2 separate regions of the Mus musculus genome follow, and region 1 is linked to region 2. A link is a contact called in public ChIA-PET data. All regions are on one chromosome and are shown on one strand. The core of a region is the stretch at or near the end of the contact, and the rest is flanking DNA. Distances in the headings are between cores, read along the strand shown.

Region 1 (2,986 bases), core at 98-2,597, 240 kb before region 2:
AGCATCAAAAACAGTGCAAAGGTGTCCTTTTGTTAGCATTTTTCTGATTATCTCTTTGGAGACAATGAATGTATGAGTAATTTCATATAGTCAATTGAAATAATTAAGAGACACACTCTCCATCCCGAGGTTTTATAAGTTATCATCACTCTGAGGTCTTAGACCAATGGCCTCCAGGTTGTTTGGAGTTTGGTTGGTTGATTTGCTTTGTTTTGTTTTCATTTTTTTTTTAAAAAGAAATGCATATGTTTTATATGTGTGAATACAGTGTGTTATTTTTCTGAGTTTACATTGAATGAAGGAGCCCTGTGTCTCTGGCAGACATGTCCTGTTTTTTTTAAATGAGAACCTCTTCTGTCTTCTTATCTTTCTAAATGCAGACCCCAGTTTCTTCAAGCTGTAACTCCAGTCCTTTGTCCCACTCTCAACTCTTGCTCTCTGGTTCCACCCACACAGTTCTCTCAGGAGCTGATCTCCTTCTGGCATTGTCCCTGGGGTAATGAATGCTCTTTTAGTGTTAGGTTTGCTGAGTCTCGTAATAATATCGTGGACTGTTAACTTGGCTTCAGCCAACAGTCTTCAGGATCCTTTTCAGAATTCTTGTTTCTCCTGAGTTCCAGTTATCAGTTTTTTTTTTTTATGTTGTCTTACTTCTTAACACTTTTATTAGCTTACTAGTATGCTCCAACTTGTGACTCTCTCTCAGCTCTGTTTTCAGAGATGTGCCTGGGGTTACAGGGATGCTGTCCTTCTCTGAAAGTCACCTCATCTTCTGGGAACCCTGCTCTCCCCCAAACACTTCAATGGAGGGGACCCAGGACCCTCTCCCCTATGGCTGGACTCTGAACTTGCCTGCCTGACTTGACTTTCCTCTATTGCCAAACACACACACACTTTGTTTTTGTTTTTGTTTTTTTAAATTAGGAAATGCAAACAGTAGTTGTGGTCCCTGTCAGCAGCTCATCCAGGGTATTCCAGGGGAAACACAGTTAACAGCTAATGTCTGTGCCAGGGGCTGGCAGCTTATGGGGAACTGCTGAGACACAGCGGGTGCCACGTCTTCAGAACAGGGGTGCATGGGGTGTTAGACCTAACAGAGGCTCCTAAGAGAGGCCCCTAATGTTAGCCAGGGGCCTTGCTAGGAAACACATCCCCAGTAGATGCATGGTAGACCCAGAGGGTAAAAGGAACATGGAAGGTTTTCAAGTTTTTGTTTTCATAGGGAACCAGCCTAAATAACCTTGGTCCACAACCAGGTTAGGCAGCTGGTTAGGCAGATAATTGTCCCTATCACCTGTTACATGGAAAACAGCAACAAATCTCTTCTCTAATCACCATGGTGACGAGTGTCAAAGTCCTGTTTGGGGTTGTAGTCCTGTGCATAATAGTCCTTCAAGCTGGGACAGAGGGGTGGTTAAAAGAAAGGAAAGTGGGGGAATTTGAGCCCTTCTTTGTCTAAGCTCAGAGCTGAGGCTAGGAAAATTCCGTAGGATCTTGGCTAAACAGTGGTTTTCTGCTTCTGTCAATGTTGAAATTAGTCTGATTGTGGGAAATATTTAGAAGTTGTAGTTGTGTAATTTTGTTTCATCTGCAGTTCAAATGCCAAAAAACTGACACTGAACACGCTGCGTGCTGCTGTAATGTCAGGCGACACTTAGGGGCTCATGGGTGTGGCTCCTTACCTTGTCACCTTTAATTTACTGCTGTACACTGAAATCTTACACATTCCTAGACCCAACACAAGACCACTGCTTCCATGGTATCTCCCTGATCCTTTCTCTTCCCTCTCTGTTTCTCTGAGTTCTTGGTGTGGCTTCTTAGATGGCATCTTGGCAATTTTCCTCTCTCATTTAAGTCTATAACACTGCCACCAAGATTTGACATCGTCACAAGGAACCCACATAAGATTGAACCTTTAACTTCCCACCATGGATAAAGGATGTGTCTGCTCCCCTCCCTAGAAAGCTCTCATCTCTTCCTGAGGGCCTAATAACTATCGACAATCCTTGGAAGATGGGATGCTATTTTGTTTAATAGTGTAGACACTGGGACATTAGGTGGGAAAAAAGAAATCTCAGAGCTAACGAAGAGGTATAGAAGAGAGTGATATGGTGGATATAAACATAATACATTATATAGAAATGTATGATGTATGGAACAGTCAAAAACAAAGAGAATGCTGTTTACTAGTTACTCCTGGAAAATAAACCAAAATTTTATTTTCAAAACCCAAAGCTATATTTTACACATTCAAAAAGGAGAACGCACAGTTGCCATGTGTCCCAGGTACTGTAAGAACCCTGAAGAAAGAAATGATGTTTACATTGGAAAAATAAAATGTCAGACACGTGATCTCATTCGATTCCTGCATAAAATCCTCTTCTCCTTTGTAAAATGGAGACTGCTGTGCTCAGAGGCAGAGAGATGGAATCACTCTGCATAGAAATGAGAGATCAGAATCAACGACCTGGATTTCATCTGTTCCTTTCTCTCCACCATGTGGCCGCCCAGGATGCTCCTGCATCCTTCCTGAGAAAGAGCCCCAGGAAGCACAAAGGGACTTCTATTTTCATCTTTTAGTTCCAACAAGATGAGAATCAGCAGGCCAGCAGACACACTTGGGAATAATGGCTGTGCTCTCTCAACAGGCCCCCTCCCCCCAGTGCCTTTGTCCCCACTCTGAGTGACCTAGACAGAACAAGCCAGCTCTGTAATGACCACTTCGTCAGCAGGGGCTGTGTATTTAGTAGCAGGAAATATAAGCTTTTGTGGTCAGTGTGACGTCATCCCACCTACTAAACAGGCCTTTATAACTTGACCACAAAAAGGTTTGAAAGGGATAGACACACTCACAGGGAGAGAGGCCATGGGGCTGTGAGCAGTTGTCTGCCCTGAAAGAAGCATTGTGTCTTCCGATTGTCTCCCCAAAGCCTGATGTTTGGGCACTGTAGACAAACATCTGGGTGATATATGGTGTTTTCTCTAC
Region 2 (3,078 bases), core at 101-2,600:
AAACACAGCCTACTCCCAAACCTTCGACGTACTCCCATCAGAAGCCCTAAGCACCCAGACAAAGACTTCACTCCTCGTCAACTTCCCTCACTTTTCCCTTCTTTGTGGCCCTCTCTTTGACTGTTTCTTGGATGTACGATCTAAGCAGCATCCTAGTTGTGTGGACTGAGGTGTCTGATCAGTTTTTAATTCTAAGCCTCTCACATGCATAGCAAGCATCCTGTCACTGGGTTATAGCTCTACACACTTTTTTAATCCATGGGATTGTGCATGGGCATGCACGTTTGTGTGTGTGCAGGTATGTGTACATGTGTGTGAAGGTGAGTACCTACATGTATACACATGTATGGGGAGCCCAGAGGACAATGTTGGGTGTCATCCTCAGGAATGCTATGCTACCTACCTCCTGTGAGACAAGGCCTCTTACTGGCTGGGAGCTCAGCAACTAGGCTAGACTGGCTGACATCTTCCTGTCTCTAGCTCCCCAGTGCTGATGTTATGAACACATACTACCATGCCTGGCTTCTTTTGTGGGTGCTGGAGATCAAAACCAGGTCCTCGTGTCTGTGAAGCACATACATTATCGACTGAGTACCTTCTAGGGCCTCTTTTTATTTTTCTTTTTGGTACAGGGTTACCCTGGCTGGCTTCAAACGTGTGATCCTCCTGTCTCAGCCCCCTGAGTAACCATTATGCCTAGACTTCCCTGTTTATAAGCCTTTGCCACCAAACCAAGCTATATTTCTTTACCAGAAAGACTCTAATGTCATCCATTCCCTTCTCTGATCTAATGAGATGTAGTCAACAAATAATAACAATTCCCCACGGAGAAGAGGAAGGCTCTAGACAAAGGAGATACAGGACAGGAAACCACAGCCTACAGCCTGGGTTAGAAATCAAAGACTTCTCTGGGGACAATGAAAATGCACTTTCCAGGACCTGGAATCCCTCAATTTGTGGAGAAGCCTGGGTAGGTGGAGACCCCTGGTCAGGAGGAGACCTCTGGGTATAAGGAGAAGCCTCTGCAAGGGGAAGACCAGGCCTACCAAGCTCCTCCAAGAAAGTCAGGTCAGGGAGAGGGAAGAGTGGCCCTCACTTGTGAGAATCCAAGCCTAGAATTTTGCTGAATACCATCCACAGGGGTCAGCCTGGCTTGGCAGGTCTCTACTCTGTAACCAGACACAACCCTAAGGACACCAGTGGAGAGGGCAGAGAAGCAGAAAGATATACAAAGGGATTCGGAGGATTTGGTTACCAAGTTGCACCAGCCATTTCCGGGAATCCAATGAGGCTGAGTTCTGAGAATCTGAGGGGGTGGGGTGCACAGCAGGGAGGGAGAAGTGAGGTAGACTGTGGAAAAGAGATGAACTTTACTCCTAGGTCAAGTCGGGCTAGTAGGCCAGGCTTCTCAGGGCAGAAGGCCTCAGAGCACTTTTCTCCCCAGCTGGCAGTATTCTTGTACTCAGAGGCAAGCAGATGCCTTTCAGCAAAGCTCCACTTGCCCCCAAAGTCTGTTTCCAGACTCAGTCAGCTCCTAGAAAGCCTGTAAGATAGATGAGCCCCCCACCAGACCACTGCCATCTACTCATGGCCCCAGGATACAGGGAAGATATTTTCTTCCCCTTCCTTTTGAATCAGGTTTTCCTTCTTCAGACTCTCCCATCTCCTCGGACCCTTTCTTGCCCCCTCCCCTTGGACCCTTTCTTGCCCCCTCCCCTTTAGCATGTCTTGCCCCTTGTATTTCTACTCCCTTTGTGGTTCATTTTCCAATAACTAACCCATCAGAGGATAAATGGAGGACCTAGACCTGAACCCATCCACTCAGAGCAGTGTTTAGAGTTGTAACAACAATTCCTTGGTTCTTTAGTTAGACAGGAACATGTTTGTCTCATCTCTCCAAGTCTCCGTGTGCTCCCTGACAGAGGAATATGCCCCACCCACACCCACACATCTTATTTATCTCTTTCCATCAGTTCCTTCATTCACCGACCAGGAAGGTGAGGACCACTTTGTCTATACCTGAATGGGAGCTGCACACATTACTTTGAAAACACCAAGTCACACAACATGACAAGACAGCTCCAGACACTGCACCAACGGGCTCCTTGAAGCAGGACAAATGCTTCTTGATGGTGTGAAGTGGGGCCACCAGGACCACACACTCCAAACCAACAATCTGCAGTTGAGAAGAGCCTGGAAAATCATTTAAAACCTCCAGGTCACACACCGTCATTGAGGGAAGCCCCAGGACAGGAGCTCAAACAGGAACAGAGGCAGAAACCATGGGGAAAAGTTGCTTATTGATTTCTTCACATAGCCTTTCTTATACAGCATAGGCCCACCTGCCTACAGTCTTGTCGCCCGTAGTAGGCTGGGCCCTCCTATATAAATAGCAATCGAGAATGTCCACAGGCCAACCTGATGTAGGCAATTCAACTGAGGTTACTCTTCCAGGCAATTCTTGGTTGCATCGAACTAATATTAAAGATAAGCTGTATGTGGATGAGGAAGATGATTCAGCAGGTAAAGTGCTTGTCTCCCATAAACAGAAGGACCTGAATCCAAATCCTCTGGACCCGGGAAAACAGCCATGTGCGGTAGTGTGCACCTGTGGTCTCAATTCTGTGGAGGCAGAGACAGGAGTCAGCTCCAGGTTCAATGAGAAACCCTGCCACAGAGAGACCCACAGCCGGACACTATAGCTGGGTGATGGAGGTGCACACACCTTTAATTCCAGCAGAGGCAGGTGGGTTTCTGAGTTCGAGGCCAGCTTGAATTACAGAGTGAGTTCCAGGACAGACAGAGCTACCAAAAACAAACAAACTAACTAAAAAAAACCTAAGCAGGGCAACTTTATATATATGTCTGTCTCTTTAGAGCAGTCTTGTGAGTTTGTCAACATCTTTCCTATGACAAGTTTTCTAGTCTAAGATCCCTGTCCATCTGTCTATCTGTACTTTCTAGAAGAAACTTTTGTGGGGTGTATGTGTGTGTGTATGTGTGTGTGTTTGTGTGTGTGTGTGTGTGTGTGTGTGTGTGTGTGTATACAAGTGTGTTTTACCTGGATCAAAACTAGGG

The links. ChIA-PET counts read pairs in DNA pulled down with a chosen protein or histone mark.
Region 1: a contact with region 2 is called in an SMC1A ChIA-PET map of the G1E-ER4 cell line, with 6 read pairs. The contact joins two enhancer-like sites. A contact is called at or near these places in 4 of 39 promoter capture datasets (embryonic stem cells, hippocampal neurons, liver and 1 more), 3 of 15 datasets of contacts at CTCF or cohesin (the G1E-ER4 cell line, pro-B cells and stem cell-derived epiblast-like cells) and 12 of 484 Hi-C or Micro-C datasets (the C2C12 cell line, the G1E-ER4 cell line, the HL-1 cell line and 7 more).

The regions. Positions count from the first base shown.
Region 1 is chr1:73,270,687-73,273,672 of GRCm38.p6, reverse strand. The region is part of intron 3 of Gm29185 (a long non-coding RNA gene); the gene reads right to left. Among named protein-coding and RNA genes, the nearest start is that of Gm31344, 92 kb to the left of the region's middle. Within about 2 kb of position 1,347, at least 9 of the 459 cell types and tissues checked have an H3K27ac peak or open chromatin away from gene starts, as enhancers often do. A contact at or near this core is called in the G1E-ER4 cell line, where this site is marked.
Region 2 is chr1:73,034,958-73,038,035 of GRCm38.p6, reverse strand. No RefSeq gene overlaps it. Among named protein-coding and RNA genes, the nearest start is that of 1700027A15Rik, 20 kb to the right of the region's middle. Within about 2 kb of position 1,350, at least 21 of the 459 cell types and tissues checked have an H3K27ac peak or open chromatin away from gene starts, as enhancers often do. A contact at or near this core is called in the G1E-ER4 cell line, where this site is marked.